Regions from separate parts of the Sus scrofa genome. Here regions 2, 3, 4 and 5 are each linked to region 1. Evidence: chromatin contacts called from public HiChIP or PLAC-seq data. All regions are on one chromosome and are shown on one strand. The core of a region is the stretch at or near the end of the contact, and the rest is flanking DNA. Distances in the headings are between cores, read along the strand shown. Region 1 overlaps LOC110255482 (a long non-coding RNA gene). Region 2 overlaps ITGB8 (integrin subunit beta 8). Region 3 overlaps MACC1 (metastasis-associated in colon cancer protein 1). Region 4 overlaps MACC1 (metastasis-associated in colon cancer protein 1). Region 5 overlaps MACC1 (metastasis-associated in colon cancer protein 1).

What was found. HiChIP or PLAC-seq counts read pairs in DNA pulled down with a chosen protein or histone mark.
Region 2: a contact with region 1 is called in an H3K27ac HiChIP or PLAC-seq map of alveolar macrophages. The contact joins two enhancer-like sites. A contact is called at or near these places in 1 of 47 Hi-C or Micro-C datasets (embryonic fibroblasts) and 1 of 2 datasets of contacts at active chromatin or transcription factors (alveolar macrophages).
Region 3: a contact with region 1 is called in an H3K27ac HiChIP or PLAC-seq map of alveolar macrophages. The contact joins two enhancer-like sites.
Region 4: a contact with region 1 is called in an H3K27ac HiChIP or PLAC-seq map of alveolar macrophages. The contact joins two enhancer-like sites. A contact is called at or near these places in 2 of 2 datasets of contacts at active chromatin or transcription factors (alveolar macrophages and skeletal muscle).
Region 5: a contact with region 1 is called in an H3K27ac HiChIP or PLAC-seq map of alveolar macrophages. The contact joins two enhancer-like sites.

Annotation. Positions count from the first base shown.
Region 1 is chr9:88,956,584-88,962,490 of Sscrofa11.1, forward strand. The region is part of intron 2 of LOC110255482 (a long non-coding RNA gene); the gene reads right to left. Among named protein-coding and RNA genes, the nearest start is that of TMEM196, 100 kb to the left of the region's middle. Within about 2 kb of position 3,493, at least 2 of the 83 cell types and tissues checked have an H3K27ac peak or open chromatin away from gene starts, as enhancers often do. A contact at or near this core is called in alveolar macrophages, where this site is marked.
Region 2 is chr9:89,367,882-89,373,788 of Sscrofa11.1, forward strand. All of the region lies in intron 1 of ITGB8 (integrin subunit beta 8), which reads left to right. Among named protein-coding and RNA genes, the nearest start is that of ITGB8, 29 kb to the left of the region's middle. Within about 2 kb of position 2,275, at least 8 of the 83 cell types and tissues checked have an H3K27ac peak or open chromatin away from gene starts, as enhancers often do. A contact at or near this core is called in alveolar macrophages, where this site is marked.
Region 3 is chr9:89,278,390-89,284,296 of Sscrofa11.1, forward strand. The region is part of intron 1 of MACC1 (metastasis-associated in colon cancer protein 1); the gene reads right to left. Among named protein-coding and RNA genes, the nearest start is that of MACC1, 61 kb to the right of the region's middle. Within about 2 kb of position 3,477, at least 2 of the 83 cell types and tissues checked have an H3K27ac peak or open chromatin away from gene starts, as enhancers often do. A contact at or near this core is called in alveolar macrophages, where this site is marked.
Region 4 is chr9:89,258,232-89,264,138 of Sscrofa11.1, forward strand. All of the region lies in intron 1 of MACC1 (metastasis-associated in colon cancer protein 1), which reads right to left. It also overlaps the pseudogene LOC110255483. Among named protein-coding and RNA genes, the nearest start is that of MACC1, 81 kb to the right of the region's middle. Within about 2 kb of position 3,665, at least 17 of the 83 cell types and tissues checked have an H3K27ac peak or open chromatin away from gene starts, as enhancers often do. A contact at or near this core is called in alveolar macrophages, where this site is marked.
Region 5 is chr9:89,241,793-89,247,699 of Sscrofa11.1, forward strand. The region is part of intron 1 of MACC1 (metastasis-associated in colon cancer protein 1); the gene reads right to left. Among named protein-coding and RNA genes, the nearest start is that of MACC1, 97 kb to the right of the region's middle. Within about 2 kb of position 2,944, at least 1 of the 83 cell types and tissues checked has an H3K27ac peak or open chromatin away from gene starts, as enhancers often do. A contact at or near this core is called in alveolar macrophages, where this site is marked.

The DNA.
Region 1 (5,907 bases), core at 2,243-4,742:
TCTGATAATGTATAATGACACATTATATATTATGAGACATTGATATAGCTTCTGACCATGGGTTCTTCATGGCCCATAATAAACAGTTATCTCCAAATGAAAAATCACTTTCCTGGGGGTTAAGTAAAATTCCTTTATTTAAAAATCTTGTCCCCAAATTTGCTTTTTGAGTACCTTTATCAAGTATCTCTGGTTTAAGGTAGTGGGACTCCCTGAGCGTTGGGTCTTCTGAATCAACTGATGGATGGTTGAGCATCAGTGGCTGTGGTATATTCAGAGGGGAACAAACAAAAATTACCATGGAAACTCTCAGAGGTTCTGCATGTTAATACTTTGGAACTGAACTCTAGAAAGTGATCTGGCAAAAGTTACAGGGGAATTAGGTAACAGTGTTTGTCCCATTAAGCTAAAGTTGAAAAGAGGAGTTATACTAAAAAAAAAAAAAAAAAAAAAAAAAAAAAAAAAAAAAAAAGGCACATGGATATGTAGGAGTTTGCTATATAGATCTGAATAGCAAAAGGTTTTTCTTAGACACACATATTTTGTAGATATAATTTTGGAGACTAGCAGCCTAGAGCAATTTTCTGGTTCCTGGCCAATAGCTATTTTACTGAATGGTCTATATTAGTAACAAGAACAGATTTTTCATGGTCAGTGTACTCTAAAAATATGTTCTGTGAATATACATGATCTTAGATACCAATTTCTTAGTCAGAGCTTTCTGATCATCTTCTTTAAAGATCTAGTTAATATAATTATTTATAATTTTATACTAGACTGCCCATAATATTCTCCCTTAGAATTTCTATACTGAGGCTGGCTCATTTTTAAGAAGACTAGATATGATAACTACTTGTGCTTTCTCTTTCTGCCATGTAAAAATCTTGAATAACCTCCTCATTCTCTTTTTCTCTTTATTGTTATAAATATGTCCACTGATTGCTCATAAGCTGTCTTTAATTATATTTTTAAAAGAAAAAAGTAAAGGACTACTCTTTTGTGACTTATAATCATTTAGAAATTAATATCATGTTTCTTTTCTGTTATCTTTGAATTGGAGAAAAAATATACACCATGAAAGCATATTTAAAAAATATATATAAATGAGTTTTTAGTTATCAGGCCCTGTAACACATTCGCTTCTCCATTGAGGTACACGAAGAACATCAGGATATATGTATCCTTTTTGCTCATGCATTGATCATTTTTCTAGATTTTTGTTGTTCTGATTTCCTAAAATTTAGCCTCAGTAATTATTTTGGTTTCAAAACCCACAATGAAATTAATGCCAGTAACAGGTTGGCACTACAGAGAACACAATGACAGCTGTGACTGCTATTGACAATGCTCATATGTGGTGCTTCATGTTCATGTGGCTTGCTAGTAATAACCTCTTGTTTCAAGTTCACATTATATAGAACCCATAAAAAATCTATGAAGATAATTCTAAATTATTTGGGGGGGGGAATTTATGTAGTACATGCATGTAAATAACAATATAGTTAAATTTCTAGAAGTAAGCCAAATTGTAATTTTGTTATTTTAGCTTGTGGAACAGTTTCAGTATTTAAATGCACTGCCAAAATTGTTTGGGTTGAGAGTGTGTGGGATTTTTCTTTTTGTTTTTGCCAAGCATAAACTAGGACTATAAACAGTCTGCCTATCCATAATGTTTTGCCTTTAAAATGTGTTTTTACATAACTGAAACCTTTTAGGCAATTAGGAATTGAGTTAACATATGTGGCAAAAGCAATTAGGGACTGCTTGCCAAACCTGAAAAATACATATATATATATATGTATATATATATATATATACATATATATATATATATGACAGAGACTAAAATAGGATGTAAAATCACTTGGAGAGTTACATGGAGAAATCATTCCTATATATCCCAGAAAGATTTCAATCAATAAAAATAAGACTGTACTGGATTTATTTGCTATAATATTAATTTGTTCTTTGAAATATGGCAAAAGCATGTGTTGAAATTTAGCTCATTACTCTCTCAACATAGGTTTGTGGAGATCCTAAAGGACAAAGTTCAAAACCAGGAGACAAAAACCAATGAATTTGTGACAAAGGACCCAAGTATATATAATGAGGAAAGGACAAGAAACAGTGCTGGGGAAACTGGACAGCCACATGCAAAGAAGGAAACTAGACCTCTACATTTTACTACACACAAAAGTTAATTCAAAGTGGATTAAAGACTTGAATGTAAGGCCTGAAACTTTAAAATTCCTAGAAGCAAACATAGAGAAAAAGCTTCTTGACAACTAGTCTTGGCAATGACTTTTGTTGGATCTGACACCAAAAACAAAGGCAACAAAAGCAAAAATAAACAAGTAGGACAAATCAAACTAAAAGCTTCAGTGCAGAAAAAGATCCATCAACAAAAAGAAAAGGCAACAAATTGAATGGGAGAAGATATGTTCAAATTATGTATCTGAGAAGGGGTTAATATATAAAACATATAAAGAACTCATACAACTTAATAGCAAAAAACAAAACCAGACAATCTAATTAAATAATGGAAAGAGGAGCTGAATAAGCATTTTCCCAAAGAAGAAAAATAATTGACAGGTACATGAAAAGGTGTTTAGTCATCAGAGAAATGGAAATCCAATCCACAATGAGATACCACTCACACTTGTTAGAATGGCGGTCATCAAAAAGATGAGATAACAAATGTTGGCAAAAATGTGGAAAAAAGAGAACCTTTGTGCACTGACAGTAGGAATGTAAATTGATACAGCCACCATGGAAGACATTGTGGACATTACTCAAAAAATTACAAACAGAACTACTATGCAGCCCAGGAATCCCATTTGGCATTTATAGCCAAAGAAATGAAAATAGGATTTGGAAGAGATATCCGGACTCCCATGTGCATTGCAGCATTATTCACAATAGCCAAGAAATGGCAACAATGTAAGTGTCTACCAACAGGATAAAGAAGATCTGGGGTACATATACAATGGAATATTATTTAGTCATGAGAAAGAAGATAATCCTGCATTTGTGAAAAACTAGATGAAATTTAGGGCATTATGCTAAGTGACATAAACCAGACAGAGAAAGACAAATGCATAGTGTCACTGATATGTGAAATCTAAAAAAATACAAGAACAAAAACAGTCAAACTCATAGAAATAGAGGAGAAAAGTAGTTGCCAGGGGCTGGAGGGTAGGAGAAATAGTAAGAGATTGGTAAAAGTACACATATTTTCAGCTATAAGATGAATAAGGTCTGAGGATCTAGAAAAAAGTTTTTTGTGCTCCCAAGTACTCATACTCATATGTATCTGGCCCTGATTTCCCAGCTATTCCAAGCACAGATAAAAAACTAATAAACAGAAACCTTAATTAAACAGAATTGGGAGACCAGAAGGGGGAGCTCTCACGCTCTGCAATGTTAGAGTCCAACAGGAAGAAGAAAGACTAAGTTTCTGGCACCAACTCAGCCAATGAAAAGCCAAGGACTCTGTTTACTTCCCCTCCCCCCTCCTCTGTAAAAGACATCTTCCCTCAGCTGTGGCTGTGAGGACTTGCACATGATCCCCTATGGTTGCAGGTTCCAGACTGCAATTCTTTAATGATTGCAAATAAACCTTCTTTTTAACCTCCTGTGGAAGTAACTGGCAGTCTGCTTATTTATTTCATTTTGTCTCAGTGAAGTACAGCTGATTATGAATATCCTGCCTTTGCACATGCTGTTCCCCTTCCTAGAATGCTATTATTTATTTTTTATTTTTTAAGAGGGCTCTCATGCAATTCTTAAAGATATGTTTCAAGTATTACCTTCTCTTAAGAAGAATGAGTAATTACTATTTCTGGAGTCCTTCTAGGACTCTGCTCATAGTTTTTGTATTTAAATGAAATCATTAAACTTTTATTTTCATGCTATATGAATGAAATTATATGTACAAGTGTACAGGGAATCTGTTCTTAAAGTCTTATCACATGGTATTATACTGGCTGTATACCTCAGGAGCTTAAAACACATCATCATTCCTTATTCATGTATATTTTCCCAGTTTCTATGTGCAAATACTGTTTGCACATAGAAGGTACAAAGATAAAAGTTGATTCAATGATATGTGTAAGAAACATGTACAAAAATGTAAAGCAACCATTCTAGTTTACTAATGAAAAAAAAATCCTTCCAAAAAAATACTGGCCTATATAGATATAAAAATCATTAGAAATTCAAATGAAATACTCAAATGTTTATTTGTAACATTTAATTAGTTCATATACTTACATATACATATTTTAAATCACATTATATAAAATGAAACATGACTCTACAATTCCTTATTACTATCCAAATTCTATAAAGATATGGGAACTAAGATTTTATAATTCATAAGTTTATTTCCATAAACGTTGATTGTTGGAATACAGAGTTTTTCTGCAGACCCTGCTACAAGTGATACATAATATAAAGTATATGTACTTTATAAAGTGTGAATTCTAAAATATCACTCATCTCAGAAATTTGGGATAAGTGATTAGAAACATTAATTTTAATTAAACTATTAATTGTCTACTCTTTACATTTATAAATCAAGTTTATTTCAAGCTTTCTTATTCAGGTTCAACTTTGGAATATGAATAATCAGTGAGGCCATTTCTGAATTCATCTAACACCTTTCTAAAGAGGCTATTATGCTCATTCTAAGTTATGTGAAATTCAGAAGCTTTCAAGTTCATGCTTGATGCACTCACTGGACGTTTTATATTCCAAGTACCTAACTATACCACCACCACCATCATCATCATCTTTGTTTCATCTTTCTATAGCTAAAGGTTGTAATAAAAATATTTGTCAAGTGTTATTTCATGCTCCCTAAGGACATAAATGACCACAGTGCTGAAACAGAATTCCAAAGGCCTCTCTGAGCCAAGTACTATGCTCTCCTTTGTTTCTGGGTCATATGGTGGTTCAGAGGGTCCTAGGGGACGAGCTAGGGAAGGACTGGAAGTCAGCAATAGATATTTATGAGCCACAGAATTATTTCCATATTTTGCCTACTGCTTCAACTTTAGTGGTGCATGTAAGTGAAACGTCAGCTGGGCCTATAGCTACATTGCCTACACTCTCCATATGTAAAGTATGTCTTGTGTTGATTTTGAAAATGATCTTTAAGAGTCTAGCTTACAGCAACATTGAACACTTAATTGTGAGGTCATCCTTCAGGAATAATTATTCAATCTTTGTTAAAATCCTTCCACACCTTTTTTTTTTTTTTTTCCTAAAAGATTAAAAAACCCACAGGATTTGTGATGAACTCTGTAACTGCAAAATTAACATTTAATCCAATCAGGCTCAGGATTCAAGTTAGCATTGTGTCTAAATGGAACTTTCCTGTTCAAATTAAATTCAGTGTAAGGGCCCTGCATAATGTGGAAGACCTCAAAATGGCTTTAATATAAGGTAAATATAACCCTGGAGGCATATCTTGGAAAATATATGAAAAATGTTTTATATTAAGGTATATACACAATATATAACCTCTTACGGTTTAAGCATATTAAAATAAAATAAATTCTATGTAAAATGCTCTCCAAAGGGGGAAAATATGAAGTCTTCTTTTCTATTGTTTTAAGACACCTCACTAGTAAGAATTTCAGATCTGATCCTTTCACCATTAGGTTTTCCATGTTTTGAATTTTCTTCTAAGTCCTACAACCTGTTTTAACTTAACTGATTGTATCCAAAATATATTGGCATCTATTACATAGTATGTATATGAAAAATTGGTCTTTTTCTTTATTGAAAGTTATGTAGCCGAGCGTTTTAAAGACACAGAATATCCTTATTTGCTATGGTCCTTACTGCCCTTACCCAGTGGAAACTGGGTAATTATTAACTGGGGGTTTTAGGAGGTACAGA
Region 2 (5,907 bases), core at 1,025-3,524, 410 kb after region 1:
AATGTGTAGCCTTGCCCTAACATTTCTTAACTTGCCCAGTGTTGAAAGTGACTTTAGTTTCCCCTTTGCGCTCCAAAAATCTTTATGCTAGCATAAAACCCTGTTGTACTCATATGAATTTTTTGCTATGTAACAAGGGAGGTTGAAACTTGTCCCTGACACAAGGATTACATATAATAAAAGCCTAATAAACCTGGTAAATGAGAAGAAGAGACATCAGTGCTATTTCCTAACATTGGCATTATGAGGAAGTTCTGCTCAGTGAAAAGTTACTCAGCCTCAAAGGGGCAAAGAACATCTGCTGAAGTGGAATTTGATCTAGAGCTGAGCATTAAGAAAAAAACAACTGAGAAGTTCCCATCATAGCTCAGTGGCTTAATGAACCCAACTAGTATCTATGAACACATGGGTTCGATCCCTGGCCTTGCTCAGTGGGTTAAGGATCTGGCTTTGCTGTGAGCTGTGGTGTAGGTTGCAGACGAGGCTCAGATCCCGTGTGGCTGTGGCCGTGGCTGGCAGATGTAGCTCCAATTGGACCCCTAGCCTGGGAACCTCCATACGCTGTGGGTGCGGCCCTAAAAAGACAACAACAACAAAAAAAAGTGAATTTGGTAGTTTTGCATCTGATAATGGTAGCATTCAAAAGTGCTATTTCAATTCAGTATCATTCCATCACACATTCAGAGTTCTTTAGAAAGAAACTACCCTTGCTTTAAAATAAACCAGCATAACAGTATAACATCAGAAGACCAAGTAAGAAAAGAAAATTGTCACTATAGGTACATTTTTTTTTTAACATTTGGAAACATTAGATGATTTCATCCAGATGTGAATCATTAAGTAAACATAGTTCTATTGCCTTCTGCAATAAATAAGTTTTGGAATGTAAGATTATTTTAAAATGCAAGGAGTTTCCATTGTGGCTCAGTGGGTTAAGGATTTGCCATTGCCATAAGCTGTGGCTAGGATCCAGTGTTGCTGTGGCTGTGGCATAGGCCCTAGCTGCAGCTCTAATTCTATTTCTGGCCCACGAACTTACATATGCTACAGGTGCAGCCATTAAAAGAAAAAAAATATCCAAATAATAAGGAGCCAGAAAGATTTCAGAAATTAAATGAAAAACTATAGTCAACTTAGAATATCAATTATTCATCATATATTTATTGTATACCAAGTGCTAGGCTCAGACACTGAGGATAGAAAGAAAATACATGTAAGTACTATCTTCCAGGAACTGACAGCCCAGTAGTCTTACTTTTCCCAGGAAAAGCAAAACATGAAAAAAGTATCTTTAGGGTACATGGTCTATTTTATATAAAGTAATATGCTTAACATTTCTGAAAAAGCATTTACATTAATCCTGCTCAAATATTTCTCATTAATTTTTTCAATGATATATATTTGATGTATAATATAAGTTACTGGTGTAAATCAGAGTGATATAATTTTAAAGGTTATATTCCATCTATTATTGTAAAATATTGGCTATATTACCTATGTTGTACAATGTATCCTTGTAGCTTATTTTTTATACATAATACTTTATACCTCTTAATCCCCTACCAATATTTTGCCCCTTCCCTTTTCCTTCTCTCCATTGGTAACCACTAGTTTGGTCTCTATATCTGTGAGCCTTTTCTTTTTTGTTATATTCACTAGTTTGTTTTTATTTTTTAGATTCTACATGTAAGTGATGTATCATTTGTCTTTTTCTAACTTATTTCACTTAGCATAACACGCTCCAAGTCCATCCATGTTGTTGCAAATGGCAAAATTTCATTCTTTTTTAATATCTGAGTAATATTCCATTGTTTGTATTTATATATACACATACATCTTCTTTATCATCTTATTCACCTGTCAGTGGACACTTAGGTTGCTTCCATATCTTGACCACTGTAAATAATACTGCTATTACTAGCTCTTATTAATATACCTTTCAAAATTCAGATGAAAAACTGAGGTGCTTTGTTCATCTACCAGTAAGAGGGCATTTAAAAACAATTGCTTAAGTAAAATTGGGTTGAATTTTCCTCTTAATGTCAGAAACAGTTCTGAGAGACAACCCAGAAAGGGACAGCAACTCCACAGTAACAAGCAGCCTAGGACCCTTTCCTTCTGTCATCCTTACTGCTGGCCTCCATGAGAAAGACTACCTCTAGTCTAAAGATGGCTGCTGCTGTTCCAAGACATCACATCCATGTTCCAGGCAGGGACAATCAGGACAAGCATAAGGCAAAAAGGGGCCTTCCAGCTGAGTCATCCCCCTTTTTGAGGAATTGTGAGAGAAGCCCTATTAAGCAACTTTTGCCTTCCCCATAGCAGTCATCAGAACTAGTCATATGACTACACAAAAAAGGCTGGAAAATGTGGTGTTCCAGTTTTCCTCAATGCCATCTTGAACAAAACTAGGATGCTCTTAGTAAAGAATAGGCAGACAAATAGCAATCTCTGCCTGCTACTCCAATTATTTATCACTCTGTAGTAGATGTTGCTGGCACCCCATCCAGAATCCTTTTATAGGCTGGCACACCATCCCCAGCCCTCTGAATTCTGGTTGTTAATAAATCATAAATGCCACCTTCTCAGAAGAACTGACTTCCATCCAAAGGGATATCTGGGACTCAAAGATATCTGAGACTTTAACCCACCCTGCCTCCACCCTATCCCCTCCAGGGCATGCAGCTCAATAACTGACTGGGATGAGGGTATAAAAGCCAAACTGCCCTTCCCTCAAGGTGTGACAACTTCATGGTGTCAATTTGCTCCAGCTTCTGGGTGGGTTCTGGCCGATATCAGACTTAACTGCATCAACATCTTTGCTGAGCACCTTATCTGATATTCTTATCTCACTTCCTCTCAAATGATCTGCCAAGAGTCTCTATATCAGATTCTTCCTCTGGGAAACTAAGACAATTATTTTTTCTTAGAATTCTCTCATCCTTTTCCAGAGCCACTTTATAAGAATTGAGTATTATCACACCAGTGCCTTTCCTCCAAATATACCTTTACACTATCAAACCTAATCAATGGGACAAGTAACAGGGGAGACAAGAAAGAGAGCCAAGCTGTTTTTCTCTCAACATAAATACAAGTATATGTTTCTTCACATGCAAGTAGAGGCAAAATTATTTAGACAAAATGATTTTCCCCATAATGATACTTATTTTCATTTATGTGGGCTGAATGCTTATTTGATACAAGTCTGAAAGAAATTAAGCAGAATGATATAGGTAGAAAAGAGGAATTTGCCAATCTAGGCAGAGTGCTGCTGTTAGAAAGTAGTATTTTCTGAATTACAGTTTAGTAACAAACTACAAGTCTTTTTTTTTTTTTGTCTTTTCTAGGGCCACACTCGCGGCATATGGAGGTTCCCAGGCTAGGGGTCCAATCAGAGCTGTAGCTACCGGCCTACACCAGAGCCACAGCAATGCGGGATCCGAGCCACATCTGTGGCCTCCACCATGGCACATGGCAATGCCGGATCCTTAACCCACTGATCAAGGCCAGGGATCGAACCTGCAACCTCATGGTTCCTAGTCAGATTCGTTAACCACTGAGCCATGACAGGAACTCCCCAAACTACAAGTCTTAAAGTTAATTTTTAAAACTAATTCTGTATGAGCGCACTTGAGATTTGGGTTTGTTGCATAAAATTATGTTAGTAGTTGAAGTTTTGCCACAGATGTATTATAATTATTTTAATTATATATGCTTTTTCTATTTCAAAAGTAAAATTGTGTTTCATGTATAATTAAAAAAGTAAATGAAGAACACTAATAAATGAAGAATTCAGTTTCGTATTATATATATGAACTCCAAGGAAAAAACTAGGAGAAAAAGATAAATACCAATAGTTGTATTATTTCCTTGATCTCCCTGTTTTGAGATAATGGCCTCAGGCACTAACTTCCTTCTAATATATTTCTAAGCTCTTCCAAGTTTCCCTACTCAGATCCATCTTTTCCAAAGAACTTCTTATGCTTCCTCCTTTTATGCCATGTCCCTTTACTTAATCTCTATTAAAATTTAACTCGGACTTTGGTTTGTGCCCAATTTTTAAAGAGCCCTAAACCATGCCCTCCTTCCCTATATTGTTTTAGCAGCCATTAGGAAACAGTTCCTGAATCAAAACTTGGAATAGCTAGATAATGGCAAGTGATTAAAATACTAACCTATTTCTTTGTTTTGATTTTTATATCAAATGATAACAAAATTTCTGTGTACAAGTGAGCTTTCAATAATTAAGTAATGTAATGTACTGTAATGTAACATGATTATGGCATACATCTCGAACAAGGAAGTCCTGAGGTTATACTCCAGACTTTATTCTACGTGTCCTCAATTTACCTTGTTTTAATGATTATCAAAGTAGAATACACATCCATTATAATAGTGTTTATTTTTCTTTTAAAGGAAGCATTTTTTTTTTTTTTTTTGTCTTTTTGCCTTTTCTAGGGCCGCTCCCGTGCACATGGAGGTTCCCAGGCTAGGGGTCTAATCAGAGCTGTAGCTACTGGCCTACGCCAGAGCCACAGCAATGTGGGATCGGAGCCGCGTCTGCCACCTACACCACAGCTCACGGCAACGCCGGATCCTTTAACCCACTGAGCAAGGGCAGGGACCGAACCCGCAACCTCATGGTTCCTAGTCGGATTCGTTAACCACTGCGCCATGAAAGGAACTCCAAAAGGAAGCATTTTTATATAATTGTACAAGTTTAACTTAATTTGTATAGTAAATGCAATTAGGAAGAGGGTATTGTCTGATAAAAATGCATTTGTGCATTTTTCACAAATCATTCTGTCTAGGAGTAACAGGACGATCTAGAATGATTAATTCTAAACATCAAGGACTATAATCTTTCTGTTTTCATTCTTCATTCTTTCAGATAACTATGGGCATCTTATAAATTTTGTTGAAATTTTGTACTGTAGACTTTAGAACAGAAAAACATTAGAAATGTTTCCTAGAACTTTCACTTGATCTCATCACTTATGGGAAGCTCACAAGCTAAACACTGAAATTTCTGCAGTCTTTAGATTATGTTTTTCTGGTCTACTTTCTTCCTCCTTTCTCTTATATAGATTAAACATTCTCAAAATAACATTAGTAGGAGTTCTTAACCCACTGTGGTTCAGCAGGTTAAGAATCTGATTAGTAATCATGAGGATGCAGGTTCAATCCCTGGCTTCACTCAGTGGGTTAAAGGATGTGGTGTTGCCATGGCGTAGGTAATGGAGGCGGTTCAGATCTGGCATTGCTGTGGCTGTGGCATCAGCTTGCAGCTGCCTTCTAATTTGACCCCTAGCCTGGGAAATTCCATATGTTGCAGGTGCGACCCTAAAAAACAAAATTAGTAAACATGTCATCTAAAACAAAGAATACATAAGTAAATTTCATGAGTATGTAGTTTTCTGATTTTTGTATACTCTCTCCTGTTAAGGATAGGTATTTATTATACATACCTCATGACAGTTATCGAAGTTGTTTCACATGTATTATACTCACTTAATTCTGGGTAATAATTCCAAAATTATCCATATTCAGTCAATGATCACTTGGAAAATGTGAACAAAATTAAGGTTTTCTAAGAGATTTTCAGAAATCCAATTACATTCACGTCAAACTGTATTTTTAATAGACTGTAATAGATTGGACTGATGTGTGTATATTTGGCTAAATTGACTTTTTAGAAATTTTTATTTCATTTTATCTTTTATTGAAGTATAGATGATGTACAATATTATATAAGTTTCAGGGTTACAAAATAGTGATTCACAACTTTTTTTGCCTGTTTTTGATTTTTGATTTTTTTTTTGTCTTTTTTTTGCTATTTCTTTGGGCCACTCCCACGGCATATGGAAGTTCCCAGGCTAGGGGTCGAATCGGAGCTGTAGCCCCCAG
Region 3 (5,907 bases), core at 2,227-4,726, 320 kb after region 1:
GTAGGCCGGAGGTTACTGTAGTTTAAGGATGACCTGTCAGTCCTTTTGAATATGTGAAATGTAGACTGCTATAGCCACTTAAGGGAATAGAGATGTCCTTGAACAGTTTAAAAGCAGAAAATGATTGTGTAGTGAAGATTTGTTCATTTATTGCTGGCTATTTTCTCTTGTTCTCAACACAATACAGATCAAGGCATAACAGATGGACTAAGACAAAGATGACTGCATAACTGGTTTCTTGTCCATGCCCGTGGTTTTTTGTTTTTTTGTTTTTAATGTACATAGTCAACAACACCACGTCAAGACATTTTGGATACATAACACAGTTCAGTATCAAGGATGATATGGCAATACTGTTCCCTGAACTAGAAATAAAGTTATGTGTTTTGTGGGTCAAAACAATCTGCTAGGAGAATTCTGAAACTTTCTTTCTTTTTTTTTTTTTTTTTTTTTTTTTTGTCTTTTTGCCATTTCTTGGGCTGCTCCCGTGGCATATGGAGGTACCCAGGCTAGGGGTCTAATCGGAGCTGTAGCTGCCAGCCTACGCCAGAGCCACAGCAACGCTGGTTCCTAGTCAGATTACTTACCCACTGTGCCATGACGGGAACTCCAGAATTCTGAAACTTTCTAAGGGCCATGGTCTGCTAAAAACTTAGAAGAAGCCCTTAAAGAAAAATAATTATGTAACAATACACATATAATTATGTACATTTCCCTTCAAATATATATCTTTCCAGTACAGGGTTTCCCAACATTGTCACTATTAACACACTGGGCCAGACAATTCTTTGTTGTTGAGGAGATACCCTGTACATTTTAGGATGTTTGCATGTATTCTTAGCCTCTCGCAGTCATAGCTTTTCAGTTATAATAACTAAAAGTGCCTTCATATGTTGCCAAATATGCCACAGGGTCAAATTTGCCCCCAGTTGACAACCACTGTTGTTGATAGACATAGGGGCATGCTATGATATGGAAACATGAATTTGTGTGTCTAAATATGGAAAGAGAGAAGATAGTGTTTGTGTAGGTCATGTGATTCAGTGGTTAAGAACAGCCAAAATCACACAGAGAAATTTCTATCACATATTAGCTGTTAAATCTTCAAAATAAGGGTGAAGTAGGATTTTAAAGAGTTATTCACATTTAGCAACAAAATGCATTTAAAGCACTCAGCATATTGCTCAGCACTACTTGAGTAAATACTCCGCAACTATCAAGACTTATTATCATAGGAGATCCAGCTAATGCAATCGTCTCTTTGTCTCTGTGTCTCTGTCTCTCTCTCTGCGTCTCTGTCTCTCTCTCTGCATTACATATAGATACACATACATATTATACAAGCATTTGCATACATACATGTTTATACGTGTATATATAAATTGGCATATATGAATGTGAGTTCTTTACTCTGGGTATACTGGGAGAAGGGGCCCAGAAAGAGTGAACTATACCATAATGCAAAACAGATGTTAGTTTGCTAGTTAATTTTTTTAGCAGATTAAAAAAAGAGGAGTTAAGTAAGCTTAATCTGGCATGTTTGAAGAATAAGGTAATCAAAGTTATAATTAATAGAGTGTTAGCACATAAAACCAAACATGGATTACCCATTTCAAAACATTTAAAACACAATAAAATGCATTTAACACTAAAACCAACATGATTAATTCATTTTTATGTCAGCAATTTTTATAAATAACTTATTCTTTCTTAGCTCTCTGCTAAGCACTGATTTATTTTTTGATGAAATTTTAGGAATGTGCAGTTCTTCAAGATAATAATTTTAAATATTTTTTCTCTTCAAGGTTGTAAAAGATTTGAGTTTATATTAACTCCATATATCATCTCAAAGTGTTTAGAGAGTATTGATATTGCTAACAATCACTTATTTCCACTGTATTTGCTCCTTTCTCATATAAATTTAAAATACAGTGTCATATGAGATCTCTAGTGTACTTACTTATCCACAAATTAAACTCTTATGTCAAATACTAAGAAGCTCTTTTGTAAATTTAAATAGTTTTCGTTCCTATCACTATGGTAACTTAGAAATATATAATTATTCTCTACCGCATCCCTAATAAAAATTAATTCTGCCTCAGTATCTGGAAAAGGAGGTACTTATTTGCCAACAAAGTAAAACTATTAAATCTACTGGCAGATGAGATGCTGGAAAATTTTTCCCTATATTAAACCGAAGTCTGGCTCAAATTTATACACACTATATTAATCATCTGATCACTGCAAGCAACAGAAAAAAAAGTTTAGAATTTTTCCATATAGCAATTCTATACACACTTGACATCAACTCTTACACCCTCATATATACGTGTATATGTGTATACATATATAAAGAATATATGTATCCATATATATATATACACACACACACACACATACATGGAGAGAGAAAGAGAAGAGAATAATAGGGAAAATATAAACAAAAACTTGTAAATCTTGTGCTATTGTTGCAAAATATTGTTAACCTTGAAACAATATCTAAATTAAAAGTTTACATAAAAAAATCATATGGGCAAATCCAAAACTGCCTACCCTCAAAAATGAAGTTTTGTTATTCCAAGGCTTTTATTCATTATTTGGTACTTAAATGGATGTGCATAAAACGTGAAGTCATAATGCTAGGAACTTTAACCTCACAAATATGCAACGAGTTATTTATAGTGATAGTTACATCAATAGCATTTTCTTCTCAACATTTCATTTAAAAGAGAAAAACATCTAAAGAAACAGTACTCTAGTTAGGCACAGGGAATTTTTAGTTAGAAGTTTATATGAATACTCAGGAAAGTGTCTATTTATCTGCCAAATGAATACAAAACACACAGTAATTATCAGTTTCAAGGACTCTAACCAGAACTATGAGAAATTATTTCATTTCGAAACCTGAAACAAGAAGAAATTTGATTAATTTGGGGAGTCAAAAATACACCTGCTGTATGTCTCTTAAGCCTCTATCAAATTATAAAATGCATTTCCACTTTTTTTTTTTTTTTTTTGGCCAGGTTGTAATATATATGGTAGTTTCATTTTTCTTCTGTGGTGTGTTATTCATCTTTATTTCCATTTCTGGTTTTTAAATGAAACCTCACAATCCTGCTGAGAACCCTTGCTTTCATATCATTTTTGAAACCAGACGTTCATGATGAAGCCACAAAACAACTCAGCAATAATACATATTAAAGAAGCATGCCGTTTTGAATTCATATTTAGGGGATTTGGCAAAGAAATCATAATTTGACATACCAGAAGTGGCCTAGCAGATAAAATCTAAACCTAAACTCAGATTGTTCATCATTTCTCTACTCACAGATGTCTTAACTTTCTTCCTTCCTTTCTTCCTCCCTTCATTCCTTCTTTCTCTTTTCCTTTATTTCTTTCTTCAGTCTTGGAAGAAGTAGAAATTAGGATGTAGACCAGAGCTGGGCACTTGATGTCTCACAACCACATGGTGGAAGCAGAGAATAAATACAGTATACTCTACAATCAGGAACTTTGTCATCTGAAGTCATAAGCAGACCTTGGCAACATGGAGCATTTAGTCACCATCACAAATTCAAGCAAATGTATGTATATCCACATATACCCCAATGGTTCAGAATTAGGAGAGTAACAACCCAGGCATTCCCCAGGTGGGAAGGGACACTCCCTTGGAAGTGGGTGAATTCCCACTGGATGTCCCCATTTCTGTTGGGGATCTCAGCTCACATTCCCTGACGGGGAGCCCCAAGGGTTTCTTAGTTGCTTTCTTCAGGGTTGGGAACAGAATTGAGAACCTTGCCAAACTGGGGAAATCTAGCAAGCTCTTCATTGTTAAATAAGACATGGGATAAATTAAAAATTGAGAAATCTCTAGGACAGTTCCTTTATGGCTTCTAACTCAACTCATAATAATGATGAGATTTAATCTATGTTCTACTGAAGAGACTGAAAAAATATCACCATGAGCTTTCCACTGGATACCCTATAAGTAAAGTAAGATGGTTATCCATGAATGTCAATTGTTCTGTAGATATATCTGCACAAATTGGTACTTCATTGCTTGCACACATTTATAGGGAAGCATTTACATAGTAACAAGCTAGAATATATATAAACAGGTAAATTTTATGGTGACAGTATGATAAATATATATTTTATATTATATACTTTATATATATTATATACATATATACATAACATCACCGTACAAAATTTAATCGTTTTGTTATTCTGTATTTTTAATGCAAAAACAGCCTCTTTTGGGATTCGATGGAGAAAAGGTAGTCTTTTCAACAGCTGATATTAGGACAACTAACTGAACTAAGTACACATTCATATGCAAAAATAAATAAAAAGAATATGGACACAGACCTTACATCCTTCACAAAAATTAACTCAAAGTGAATTATGGACCTGGATGTAAAACACAAAACTATAAAACTTCTTGGAGGTAACATAACAGAAAATTTAGATGACCTTGTGTTTAATGATAATATTTTAGATACAAAACTGAAGACATGATACATGAAAGAAAGAACAGATAAGCAGGACTTTATTAAATAATAAAATTTCTGCTCTGCAAAAGACACTGGCAAGAGAATAAAAAGACAAGGCACAGACTAGAATAAAATGTTTGCAAAAAACTCATGTTATTTTCTGCTGCATAAAATAAACCACCCCAAAAGTTAGTTAAACAAGTGATCTTTTATTTCTTTCAACTTTGTGGGTTGATTGTCTGTGCTCCACTTAGTTTTGAATGGTATCATTCATGTGGCTACTTTCAGCTGATAATTCAGCTAGGGTTAGAACATCCAAGATGTCTTCATTTACATTTTCAGTATTGGTGCTGGCTGTCAGCTGAGATCCTTCTTTTTCTCTTCTATTTGGCCTTTTATCCTCAAGGCTCTCTATCCACATTCCTTTCTGACAGAATATCTTCAACTTCTTTACATGGCACTTGGCTTCCAAAGGAGTGAACAGAATCTGCAAGGCCCCATAAGTACTAGCCTTGGAAGTTGCATTCTATTGGTCAAAATAAGTCCAGAGGCCAAATTCAAGAAAGGGGAAGCAGATGTCATCTCTTGACAGACAAAGGGCAGTCACATTGCAAAAGAGCACATGGGACATCAGGGCCATGGTGAGAACTATCGCCTACAAAAATATAATACTTTTCCACTGAACTTATTTTAAATTTATATTGTTTCTTAAAGTTTAAATATTTATAAATTATAATAAGCAAGTGTCCTGTATAATTTTCTTTATAGGATGAAGATGTGACTTTAAGTCCTAAGTTTTTTTTTAATCAAAGTCCAGATTATTAAATTGCTAAAATTGTAAAAACAAAACTCAAAACATACTCAATCATGTTCTCTAAATATAGGTCTTCTTAACAGTTTTTTGAGAGCTTCCAACAGGAGGTGGGTGTGGATCATATGGCCTTATGAACTAGTTGGTTTATATCCTAATAATTATGAGAATTACGTGTAAGCCATAATAGTTCAGTCTTCACCTTGACTACCAAGAAGCATTTTGTAACTTCATCCATAACGTCATTTAAACATACACCCATTCCTATATTTTATTACTTCATTGTTTCTTTTATTCTATAATCATGACTTCTTGGCTATTTTCTGCCCTGGTTCTTTTTTTACTTTGACTATAAGTCACTTAAGTTTTTCAGAAAGATTTTAAATAACAGGTTTATATTAACATATAAAAGGAGAATATAAGAATGACAGACAATGAGGTTACTATCCTATAGATCAAGAAGCCAAAGCTATGAAAACACATCTCACCAAAGGTTTTTCATAACTTCCAACATAAATATCAAGAAGCAAAAGGAGGGAACTCACCTTCTGAGTCTCAAAATTCAAACTAGTTCTATTTATATCATAGAGTAAAGGTCCT
Region 4 (5,907 bases), core at 2,415-4,914, 300 kb after region 1:
ATCTAACAAAGAACACAAACAAGCATTTGAAGTACAGGGTCATAAAATGCCTCCTGCATTATCGGGCCACTTATTTAGCTTTATATTTAAAATGTGAAAGATCTGGATAAAATCAAATAAGTCTGGTCTATGATCTCAGTGTTTGTTTTTTCTTAAGTTTGTGCAACACCTATCTTTAGGTACAGCTGGCAAATAGGACACTATTATTAATATTGATTTAATAGTTATTATACATTTTATGTGAGTTTCAATAAAAACTCGATTTCAAAACAATTAATGCTTATGGGGTGCTACTCTGCACCATGTATTCTATACTTCAGTTTATAAAGTCTCATTTAAACCTCAAAATTTACCCATGTGGTTGTTATTATAACCATTTTACAAAATGGTCAATACAAAATCAAAGAGATCCATAAGCTTGCCTCATGCACTAGCTAGTGAATTAAGTATAGGGAATTCAATTTAAACCAGAATTCTTCTTACTATACTACATTTAATACAATAAATAACAGCAATCGTAAGATACTACCATCCATTATATACCATGCACTTTTCCTATTTGTCACAATTCAATGAGATTAGTTCTACTTTTCAGATATGTAAATTGATCATCAAAAAGCTTAGGCAGTTGCACATTGTCACCCAGCAGGTAAATAGTGAAATTGGGCTAGTTCTACTTTTCAGATATGTAAATTGATCATCAAAAAGCTTAGGCAGTTGCACATTGTCACCCAGCAGGTAAATAGTGAAATTGGGATTCAAATTTAAGTCAGGCACCTTGTTTCAACATTTAAATTCTCCCTATAATAGCATGCTGACTTCTAAATATAACTAAAATTTGCAAAAACTGCAATTCAATCTATATGAAGTGATTAGATGATAATTTAGGTGCTATCATTTCAAGGTCACTGTTAAAGGCTTCCATTATTTCATATATGTAAGGTGCTAATTTAAGAGTTTTTTTTTTCAGTTAATAGAGAGTTAATAAATACTATTAGTTAACTCAGACTTCCATTTTACTTATGTCTGAATATTTGGCATTATGCACTGTATTTTTAAAATCATAACAGGGTGTATAGATTTTTGCATAATCAGATTAACAAAAACATCATAACTGTGATTTAGTCAGCAAAGAGACAAACATAAGAACACACTAAATGGAAAAATATGTACAATTCATTTTGTGAAGTGATTTAGTCTATAAGTAGGTCAGTATACAATCTCCTAAATAAATTAATGCATACTACTATACATACATATATACTTACATATACATGATGGAACAGCCAGGAAGTTCAGAGAAATAAAGGCTAGGAATTTCCTAGGCAGTAGGTACTTAACTACAGGAAATAGTATATTTCTAAATCACTTTTATTCAGGGATAATTTATATAAAATATAACTGTTTTAAGTGTCCTGTCCAATGAGTTTTGACAAATGCATAAACTTCTGTAACCACCATCACAACGAAGATACAGAACATTTATATCATCCAAAATTTCACTGGTGTCCCTATAAAGTTAATCCTACTTTCTCAGTACTAGTTAATCCTTTATATCGCTTTGGATTAATTTCATCTATTCTCTAACTTCACATAAATGAAATCATATGATATGTGAAATTCTTTGTCTTTCACTCATCATAATACTTTTTAGATTTATTCATGTGGTTGCAAGTATCAGCAGTTGATTGCTTTTTATTGCTGAGTAATAGTCCATTGAATATATCTACCACAAATGGTTTAACCATTTACCAGTTAATGAACATTCAGATTATTTACAGTTTTTGAATATTATAAATAGAGCTGATATTAACATTGTATACAGGTACATTTTCATTTCATTGCATAATTGTATAAGAAACTGTTGAATGGTTCTCCAAATAAGTTGTACCTTTGTACAGTACACCATCAGTGTATGAGAGTTTCAATTGTACCATATCTTGGTCACATTTGGTATGTTGGTCTTTTTAAATTTTAGCCATTTCAGCAAGTATGTAGTGATATACCATTGTGATTCTAATTTGTATTCAGGAAACAGTTTGTTTTGAAGAGGACTAGATTAGCAACTGAGACTCCCAGCTTAAAATACTGACTGGCAATAGAGTCACACATGGATCTGAATTCCAAACCTGGTTCAAACAATAGGCGAACCTTGGAGATAGTGACGATTTGGTTATAGACCACTGCAATAAAGTGAATATTTCAATAGAATGGGTCGTGCAAATTTTCTGTTTTCCAAAAAATTATAAAAGTTATATTACACGATACTGTGTTCTACTGAGTGTGCATTAGCATTATTATAAAAAACATACTTTAATTAAAAATACTTTATTGCTAAAAAATGTTAACCACTATCTGAGCAAGTTGTAATCTTCTTCTAACAGTAACATTAAAAATCACTGATCACAAATCACCATAACATATAAAAATAACAAAAAATTTGAAATATGGGAAGAATTACTAAAATGTGACACAGAGGCATGAAATGAGCACATGCAGTCAGAAAAATGATGCCAGAGACTTGCTTGATACAGGGTTGCTACAATCCTTCAGCTTGTAAGGAGCATCTGTGAAGCGCAATAAAGTGAAGTGCAATAAAACAAGGTGTGCCTATATATGCGTGACTACAAACAAGTTGTCTTAGCTTCTTTATGCCTCCATTTTGTTCTCTAAGTAATAGTAAAAAGGGTACCTTGCTCAGATTTGTTTTGAACTTTAAAAAGAACATAAATGTAAAGCACCAAACATAGTGCCTGGATCACAGTAAGTGTTCAGTAAAATTTAGCTAATATTGTTATTCCTATTTCACAGAATGTATAGGGTTATAAATTGTTTTACTTATTTTAAGTTTACTTCTAATGGCCATAGCGATAATGCTATGGCTTTATAGAATCATTCTAACTCAACATATTAAAGTGCTTTAATGTAATTTTTTAAAATAAATCTAATTTTTTCAAAGTTAGCCACAATATAAAGAAGTATTATTCTGGAAGGTATCTTTGCATCTAGTTCTTTTTCTTTTTTTTCTTTTTTTTTTTTTTTTTTTTTTTTTTTTTGGTCTTTTTGCCTTTTCTAGGGCTGCTCCTGTGGCATATGGAGGTTCCCAGGTCAGGGGTCTAATTGGAGCTGTGGCCACAGCAACGCCAGATCTGAGCCTTGTCTGCGACCTACACCACAGCTCACGGCAACGCTGGATCCTTAACCCACTGAGCGAGGCCAGGGATCGAGCCCATAATCTCATGGTTCCTAGTTGGATTCGTTAACCCCTGAGCCATGACAGGAACTCCTAGTTCTTTTTTTTTTTTTTATGGTTTTTTTTTTTGTATTTAAGTTAGGACTTGATCCCAACAAAATATGCTGATACCATTATTTTACATGGCTGTAGTCCTAGAAAGTAGTAATATCAAGTATTTAAAGCAACCTACAATAGATCACAAGCATTCAGCTTGCACTATACCCTCCTCAACCACAAGCAATCTTTGTGGTCTCAATATCTCTCTAAAATGCCAACTTCCATTTTATTATGAATGCCAACTTGTTCTCTCTCCCTTTGCTGGGTCAAATTCCCTACCCAGCTGCTCCCACCCAGGGTGTAGGCAGTTTACTACCACTGCCTGTAACCACTCCTTTGTGGCCTAGCAACACCACAGTCAGCTTCCCTTTCACTTGTCCCATTGCCAAATCTCTCCTCAGGTCTGATATCACAGCCAATTCATCTAGCTTTTGCTTCTGTGTGGTCTGAGAGAGTTGGCACAGAGAGAAGTAGTTAGCTCTGCGACTTCCTGTTGCCTTTTCTTTCACAATTAGGAAAGAGGGTTAGGAGTAGCCAAGAAACATTTATTTTTTAAGAAAAGTGTCATTCTGAGAAAAAACAAAGAGATGCCTTAAAACTCTGAGAAGTTAAGAGTTTGAACTAATTGCTATTCAGTCATTGACTTACTTGGTGACCTTAATATGTTTACCTCTTGAATACTCAGTTTTTTATGAGCTGTTACAGAATTTTTTTAAGGTTATTATTGTTGTCTGTTAACATCAGATATGCAATTAACAAGTTTATACAATGAATTTGCTTTCCAGTCCTCCCAAATAAAATCTCATGTGAATGCCATAATCCCTATGAGTTTGGGAGCATTAGGTAAGAGGGCATGCCAACACTGTCACTATCAATACAAAGATCAAATCACTTTGAGGGCCAGGCTGAAGTTACTGGGGAGAGTTCTAGTAAGAAAAAAATAGAATCCTGGCACTAGAAGATGGCAGTTATCAGTAAAGAGCTTCAGGCACAGCAAATAAGCAGAAGTCTATTTATTAACCAGTACTGGGAATGGATGCAGCACGTGAATTGGTCAATATTCTGGGTATGTAAGGGTAAGAATTATACAGATTTATCTTGCTAGTGGGTCATATTGGTCCTGAATATCAGTAAGGAGGTCTATCTTACCAGCAATGGTTCTAGACATGCCTCCAGACATAGCACTGTGAGAAAAAACAAGAAACCATTCACCATGTCACAAGTTGCTCCATTTTTATGCCTCATTTCTGATATTTTTTCCTCTCACCCATATACACTCATTCCATCATAGCTGAGCAAGAAGAAAATTATGGTTCACTGTTTCCCACAGCTTTTTGCTTGATATTAAATTAAGTTGGAGTTCCCATCATGTCACAGCGGAAATGAATCTGACTAGGAACCATGATGTTGCGGGTTTGATCCCTGCCCTCATATAGTGGGTTGAGGATACGGCATTGCCATGAGCTGTGGTGTGGGTCGCAAACACAACTTGGATCTGGCATTGCTGTGGCTGTGGCGTAGGCCGGCAGCTACAGCTCCGAATAGACCCCTAGTTTGGGAACCTCCATATGCTGTGGGTGCAGCCCTAAAAAGACAAAAGACAAAAAAAAAAAAAAAATTAAGTCAACTCTCACTATCCATACCCCTACCTAGATCTGGACCTATTGAAGGATAGGTTTCCCTCATTCTTGGCAACTTCTTCTTGTCTCAGAATAGATTCTGGACTTCACCTTGCCTGCCTGCTTAAGTTTGTTTATTCCAGACCCTCCACATCTAACTAGACCTCCATTCCTGATTCCTCCTGTTATATCCAGTCCTGTGGCCATCCATGTATTATGCTTAAAATCACTCTTGGCTTCTTGTCTATAACCACTCAGGAGACTGTGGCAGGATGGCTAGAAAAGAGTCCATCACTGTCACAAGGATTATTACAAAAAGGCCTCCATGAATAATATGTAAATCCCTCTAAGACTGTTCAGAGATGAGCTCTAGATTTCACAAGTGTAAAATTTCTTAAGGTGCTTGCACATACTAAAATGTTGGCATCAGAATCTTCTCACTTTGATTCCCATAAGCTGATATGCTGTCTATAAAAAGATGCTAATCTCTCTTTGAAAACTTGGGCCTCAACTACCCTGACACACAAGATAATTTTCAACTTTCAAGGAAGAAACAAAATAAATCACTTACAGAATTTCTTGTTTTTGGTTAACATTTCATATTTCAAAATTCTTGCTCTAAGACAAATGAATTCTATCCTAAAAGTGCTTACCCAACTTTACAGCTTTCTTGCCTATTGGACAAGTATGAATTAAACAAATATACATTCAAATATCAAAAATGAAATTTAGTTTTATAACTAATATATATGTTATTTCTACTCTAGGAGTCCCTTATCACAAAAGTCAGAATATACATTTTTATCTTGTATATAAGAGTTTCTCTCTTTTTTTTTGGCTGTGTCCATGGCATGTGGAAGTTCCTAGGCCAGGGATCAAACCCATGCCACAGTAGTAGCCAGAGCTACTGCAGTGATAGTGCTGGATCCTTAACATGCTATGCCACAGATAACTTTAAAGACTCTCTCATGCTTTAAATTTTTTCCATTATCCTTC
Region 5 (5,907 bases), core at 1,694-4,193, 280 kb after region 1:
TTTTATATAGAAAACCTTAAAGACTCCACCCAAAAACTATTATAACTAATAAATGAATTTAGGGACTTGTAGGATAAAAGATTGATAAAGAGTAATCTGTTGATTTTCTATACTGTAATAATGAATTTTCAGAAAGAGAAAGTTTTAAAAAATCCTGTTTAAAATCTCATAAAAAAGAATACAATACCTAGGAATAAACTTAAATAGAGAGGTAAAAGACTAGTAATCTGAAAACTACAAAACATTGATGAAGGGAATTGAAGATGGTAAAATAAATGGAAAGATATTCTGTGCTTTGAATTAGAAGAATTAATTCTGTTAAATGGCCATACCACCCTAAGCAATCTACAGATTTAATGTAATCCCCATCAAAATACCCATGGCATTTTTCAAAGAGCTAGAATCAATAATCCTAAAATTCATATAAAGCAAAAAATGACCTTGAATTGTCCAAGCTGTTTTGAGAAAAGAGAACAAAGCTGGAGATATCATTCTCCCTGGCTTAAGATTATACTACAAAGCTACAGTAATAAAAACAGCATGGCACTAGCACAAAAACAAACACCTAACTGAATGGAAAAACTAGAGAGCCAAGAAATAAACACCTTCATCTATGATCAATAAATATACAACAAAGAGGCAAGAATATACAATGAACAAAAGATAGTCTCTTCAAAATGGTGCTAGGAAAACTGGACAATTAAAGGTAAAACAGCAGAGTTCCCATCTTGGCCCAGTGGGAACAAAACTGACTAGCATCCATGAGGATGCAGGTTCGATCCCTGGCCTCACTAAGTGGGTCAAGGATCTGGCATTGCTGTGTGCTGTGGTATAGGTCACCGACAGGATTGGATCTGGTGTTGCTGTGGCTGTGGTATAAGCCAAAGGCTATAGCTTTGATTCAACCCCTAGCCTGGGAGCTTCCTATATGCCATGGGTTTGGCCCTAAAAAGTCAAACAAAAAAAAAGATAAAACAGTGAGATTAGAACATTTCTTCATACCATATATGAAAATAAACTCAAAAGTGAATTACAGTCCTAAATGTAAGGCCAGAAACCATAAAACTCCTAGAAGAGAACATAGGCAGAACTTTCTTTGACATAAACCACAGCAATAATTTTTGTAATCTGTCACCAAAGGCAAAATAAACAAAAGGAAAAACAAGTAAGTGAGAGCTAATTAAACTTAAAAGCTCTTGCACAGCAAAAGAAACCATCTGCAAAACAGAAAGACAACCTATAGCTTGAAAGAAAATATTTGCAAATGATATGACCAACAAGAGTTATTATCAAAAATATATGAACAGCTTATATAACTCTATATATAAAAAAAAACCAGGAGTTTCCTTGTGGCACAGTTGGTTAAGGACACAGCATTGTCACTAAAATGGCTCAGGATGGTGCTGTGGTACAGGTTCAATCCCTGACCTGGGAGCTTCCACATGCTGTGGGTGTGCCACCTCCCCCCCAACAAAAAAAATATAAAATGAGCAGAGGCCCTAAATAATATTTTTTCCAAAGAAGACATATAAATGGCTAACAGGAACATGAAAGGATGCTCCACATTGGTAATTATTAGAGAAATTCAAATCAAAACTTCAATATCACCTCACAGCTGTCAGAATGGCTATCATTAAAAAGTCTAAAAATAGGGGTTCCCATTTGGCTTAGTGGAAACAAACCCAACTAGCATCCATGATGATTCAGGTTCCTGGCCTTGCTCAGTGGGTTAAGGATCTGGCTTTGCTGAGAGCTGTGGTGTAGGGTGGCAGACATGGCTTGGGTCCCACGTTGCTGTTGCTGTGGTGTAGGCTGGCAGCTATAGCTCTGATTTGATCACTAGCCTGGAAACTTCCTATGCCGTGGGTGTGGCCCTAAAGAGATTAAAAAAAAAAAGTCTACAAATAACTAATTTTGGACAGGATGTGGATTAAAGGCAACCTTCGTACACTGATGATGAAGTTGGTACAGCCACTATGGAAAACATTATGGAAGTTCCTCAACTAAAAAAAGAACAGTCATATGATCTAGTGATTTTACTCCTGGGTGTATATCCAGAAAAAATGAATATGCTAATTCGAAAGAATGTATGCACCTCAAATGTTCATAGCAGCATTATTACAATAGCCGAGTGATATAGAAGTAAACTAAGGACCTATCAACAGATGAATGGATAAAGAAGTTTAAGTTTATACTAAACCAAATTTAGTTTCTCTCTAAAGGACCAATAATACGTTAAGTTTGAAAGCTATAATCATGGACAGCAAGACTTTACATGGTAAAATGAATATCCCTGTTTCTCTCTTCTCACTTGTCTCAGCTTCTTTGTGCCTAGTACACTATAGATTCTCAATAAATGCTTGTTGGATGAATTAACAAATAAATGGATGATCTCAAAAAAAACTTCTAAAATTTTAAATAAGAATCTATGAAAGTGAATTATTTGATCCGTATTTATTGATATCATAACTAAAGAACTATGGTACAATACTGCAAAACTGTGCAAAAGTAGGTAAGTGCATTTGTGCTTTTGAAGGAGAGGATTAGATTTTTGTAAGCAATATATTCAGAAAAAAGAATATTACCTAAAAGCATTATAAAAGGTACCAAATGTTGAAAATGATCAAAGCATTCTCCTAGAGACAAGGAATACAAAGATGAATACAGTACTTGTTTTCAAGAAATTCACAATGTAATAGGAGAAATTAACTCATAAGCAAATTAAAATAAATATATGTATAAAATAGAGGTGCATTTATAATACAAATATATGCATATACATAAATATATGCATATAAAAATATTGTCCTGCTCAGAAGCAGGAATAATCAATGCTGTTGTGGGATAGAGTATAAGCAGGAAAAGGGAGCACTGAAGTATGCCTCTGGGGATAGTTTGATTCAGTCTCAAAGATGAGTCGGATGTTTTGAGTCAGACATGAGCAAGAATGTTTAGGCTACAAGTGGATGATGTGGAATAGCAGAGAGGCCAAAACCAAAAGTGGCCAGTTGAGGGAAAGGCAGTGATATCAGTGTGGTGAAAAGCAGGTTGAAAGGGATGGGAGGGTGGGGGAAACTAAAATAAAAGGGCTTTGTTTGCCATATGGGAGAATTTAGATTTTATACTGCAAGCCAGTGGATTTCAAATTATAGAATTTCCTTAGAGCCTACTAGGAAAAATAGCTTCCTTGCTCACATCTGTTTAGTCCTCCACTTAAAACTTCCTTTATGAAAAATAGTTTCAAAATCTCTGCATAGACAAAGAGGCTGGGAAAGATATTTTTGTTTTTGTTTTTGTGAATAATGAGGTCAGAGTCACATCTTAAGAAGTCAATGACCGGATCTTCAGTATAGGTGAAAGGATCCTGAGGTCAGATCCTAAGAATAATTAGATTGCCCAAATGAAAGATCTAGGAAGCCTATTCCAAGATGGCAGCAGGTGGGATGGAAAGAAGACCACTGGAACAGAAAGTTGGTGATCTCTACAACTATTTTTTCATCTCTCTGGAGTAAATGATTGAACTCAGGATTAAGAAGAAGCAGATTAGAATTAGTCCCAGGGTTTACCTTGAGTTTTCGCATATATAAAGTTGTTTGTCACCAGGATAAGGAGTAAAAGAGGATGACTAGGCTTGGGTGCAAAAATATGAGTTAACTTTGAACTATTGTAGTCTATATAAATGAGTATGTATATTCAAGAGTTGGGCATAAAAGTATGGAGCAAGATAACAAAATTGAGACTGAAGATACAGCTTTGAGAACTAACGACACAGCAATGTGCTTTTAGATAAGTATGTAGTAGATCACTCCAGAAAGAAGTGAATATATGAAAAGTCCAAAAATAAAATGTGCTTTATTTTATTTAATGGATAGGTAGAAGAATAAAAATCTGTGAGACAAACTAAGAAAGGAAGGAGAAACTAGGACACTGTAGTGTCACATGAGATAACAGAAGTTGCAAGGAGACAGTCAGTAAGACCAAGATCACATAAGAAAAGGATTGAGGAGAATGTACTGAATTTGTCAATGTACATCTCCTTAGAGACTTCTGTAAAGCAGATCCATTGGTGGTATAGTGAAAGCAGAAATAGTGCTATAGTTAAGAAAGTTAGGAATTCACTGAATAGAAAGAAAGTACTGGGGTTCCATATCCTAGTATTGATTTGTATGTGCTGAGGTTGTTAGAGGCATCAAGAAAGTCAACATGGCTGTAGGGAAATACCAGTAAATACAGAATTTCTATTTACTAATGAGACCAGTACCATCTTATAGGGTAGAGGTATTGGTTGTAAGGACTATATGATATTTAAAGCAGATTAAGAAGCAGTTTTGGAGGAAAAATAAATAGATTAACAGACTTCAAGTTTGACAAGTGATTTATAACTTTATCTATTCATTCTGGATTTATTTAGTTATGTTGCCATAAAAAATTAGATCAAACTAATGAGATATTCCAAATTCAAAATGCCACGTAATTACCATAACCAAGAGACCTGGTGCCAGGAATTGGCAAATCTCTGTATTCCTTTGTCTTGAAGGTAGAAGAAACATTAAAGCATTCTGAAGGCAATGAAGCAGGACAAAAACATATAAAAAGGCTCTCTTCCAACTGTGAAAAAAGATGAAGAATACTATGGCCCTTCTAGCATTAACAATTAAAAAAATGTTTTGTAAACTTCAAGGGTTAACATATTTAGTTAATTTGGTGAGGAAGGCAATGACCTATTTTCTATAACTATGCTCAATGGGAGAACAAGTGAAACTTACTTTTCAAAGACTCTTTCTTCCAAGAAGAAAAATGCTTACTCATAAAACACTTAAGTTTTTTTTTAATGAAGGATAGAACTTAAGGATTTATATTTGCTTTAATTTTGATGAAACGTCTATGATCTTTATCTATGAACTAACACATTCCTAAATATATAGCTTTAGGTGTTCCCGTTATGGCTCAATGGAAACGAATCTAACTAGCATCCATGAGGACACAGGTTTGATCCCTGGCCTTGCTCAGTGGGTTAAGGATCCAGTGTTGCTATGAGCTGCAGTATAGGTTGCAGCTTGGCTCCTGTGTAGCTGTGGCTGTTGTGTAGGCCAGCAGCTGCAGCTCTGACTGGACGCCTAGCCTGGGAACCTCCATGTGCTGCAGGTGCGGCCCTAAAAAGACAAAAATAAATAAATAAATAAATAAATAAATAAATAGCTTTTAAAAAGTTGAATTCTTCCAATTGTTTTATTTAACAGGTTGCAGTGTATCTTACCCCAAATTCATATTCCTATTACTAGTTTGTTGAGATTTGACAGATACCGGCAGAGAAGGTCTATAAGTTCCTTAAAATAAGATAGCTGTATCTTCAGGACTACATAGATGTTCAATAAATTCGTAAGGAATGAAATAATAGTGGACAAAAGTTCACTTATTCCCCTTGTGATTTTATCCTATTTAAAAAAAAAATTCTCCTCAGCACTTAAAAAAGATTAAAGACTCAATAACTATTAATCTTGAAAATAGATTTCATTTGGACCCACTTGATTGGTTGAAAAAGTTATTGTTTATACCAACAGGAATATTCGAGTCCAAATATGGAGAAATCAATGCCAAGAGGGACAAGGAGATGACATAAAGGGGGGAAAAGAGTGTAAGAGTATAACAGACTAGAGATACTCGTGCCTAAAAGGGGACAGGCAGCAGTTGCACAACTCCAGGATGTTATGCCGCATGGCATATTTCAGGAGATCTCAGAAATATGTGTTTTGAGGCCAAATATCCTAATTAAAAATGTTAAACTCAATTGCTTTCTAAAATACCATGTGATTGACTCCCTCCGCTCTAGGTAGATACTTGGCAATTAAGGTCTTTAGACATCAAATCCATTAAAAGGGGTGAACAGTTACAATGAACAGATTACGG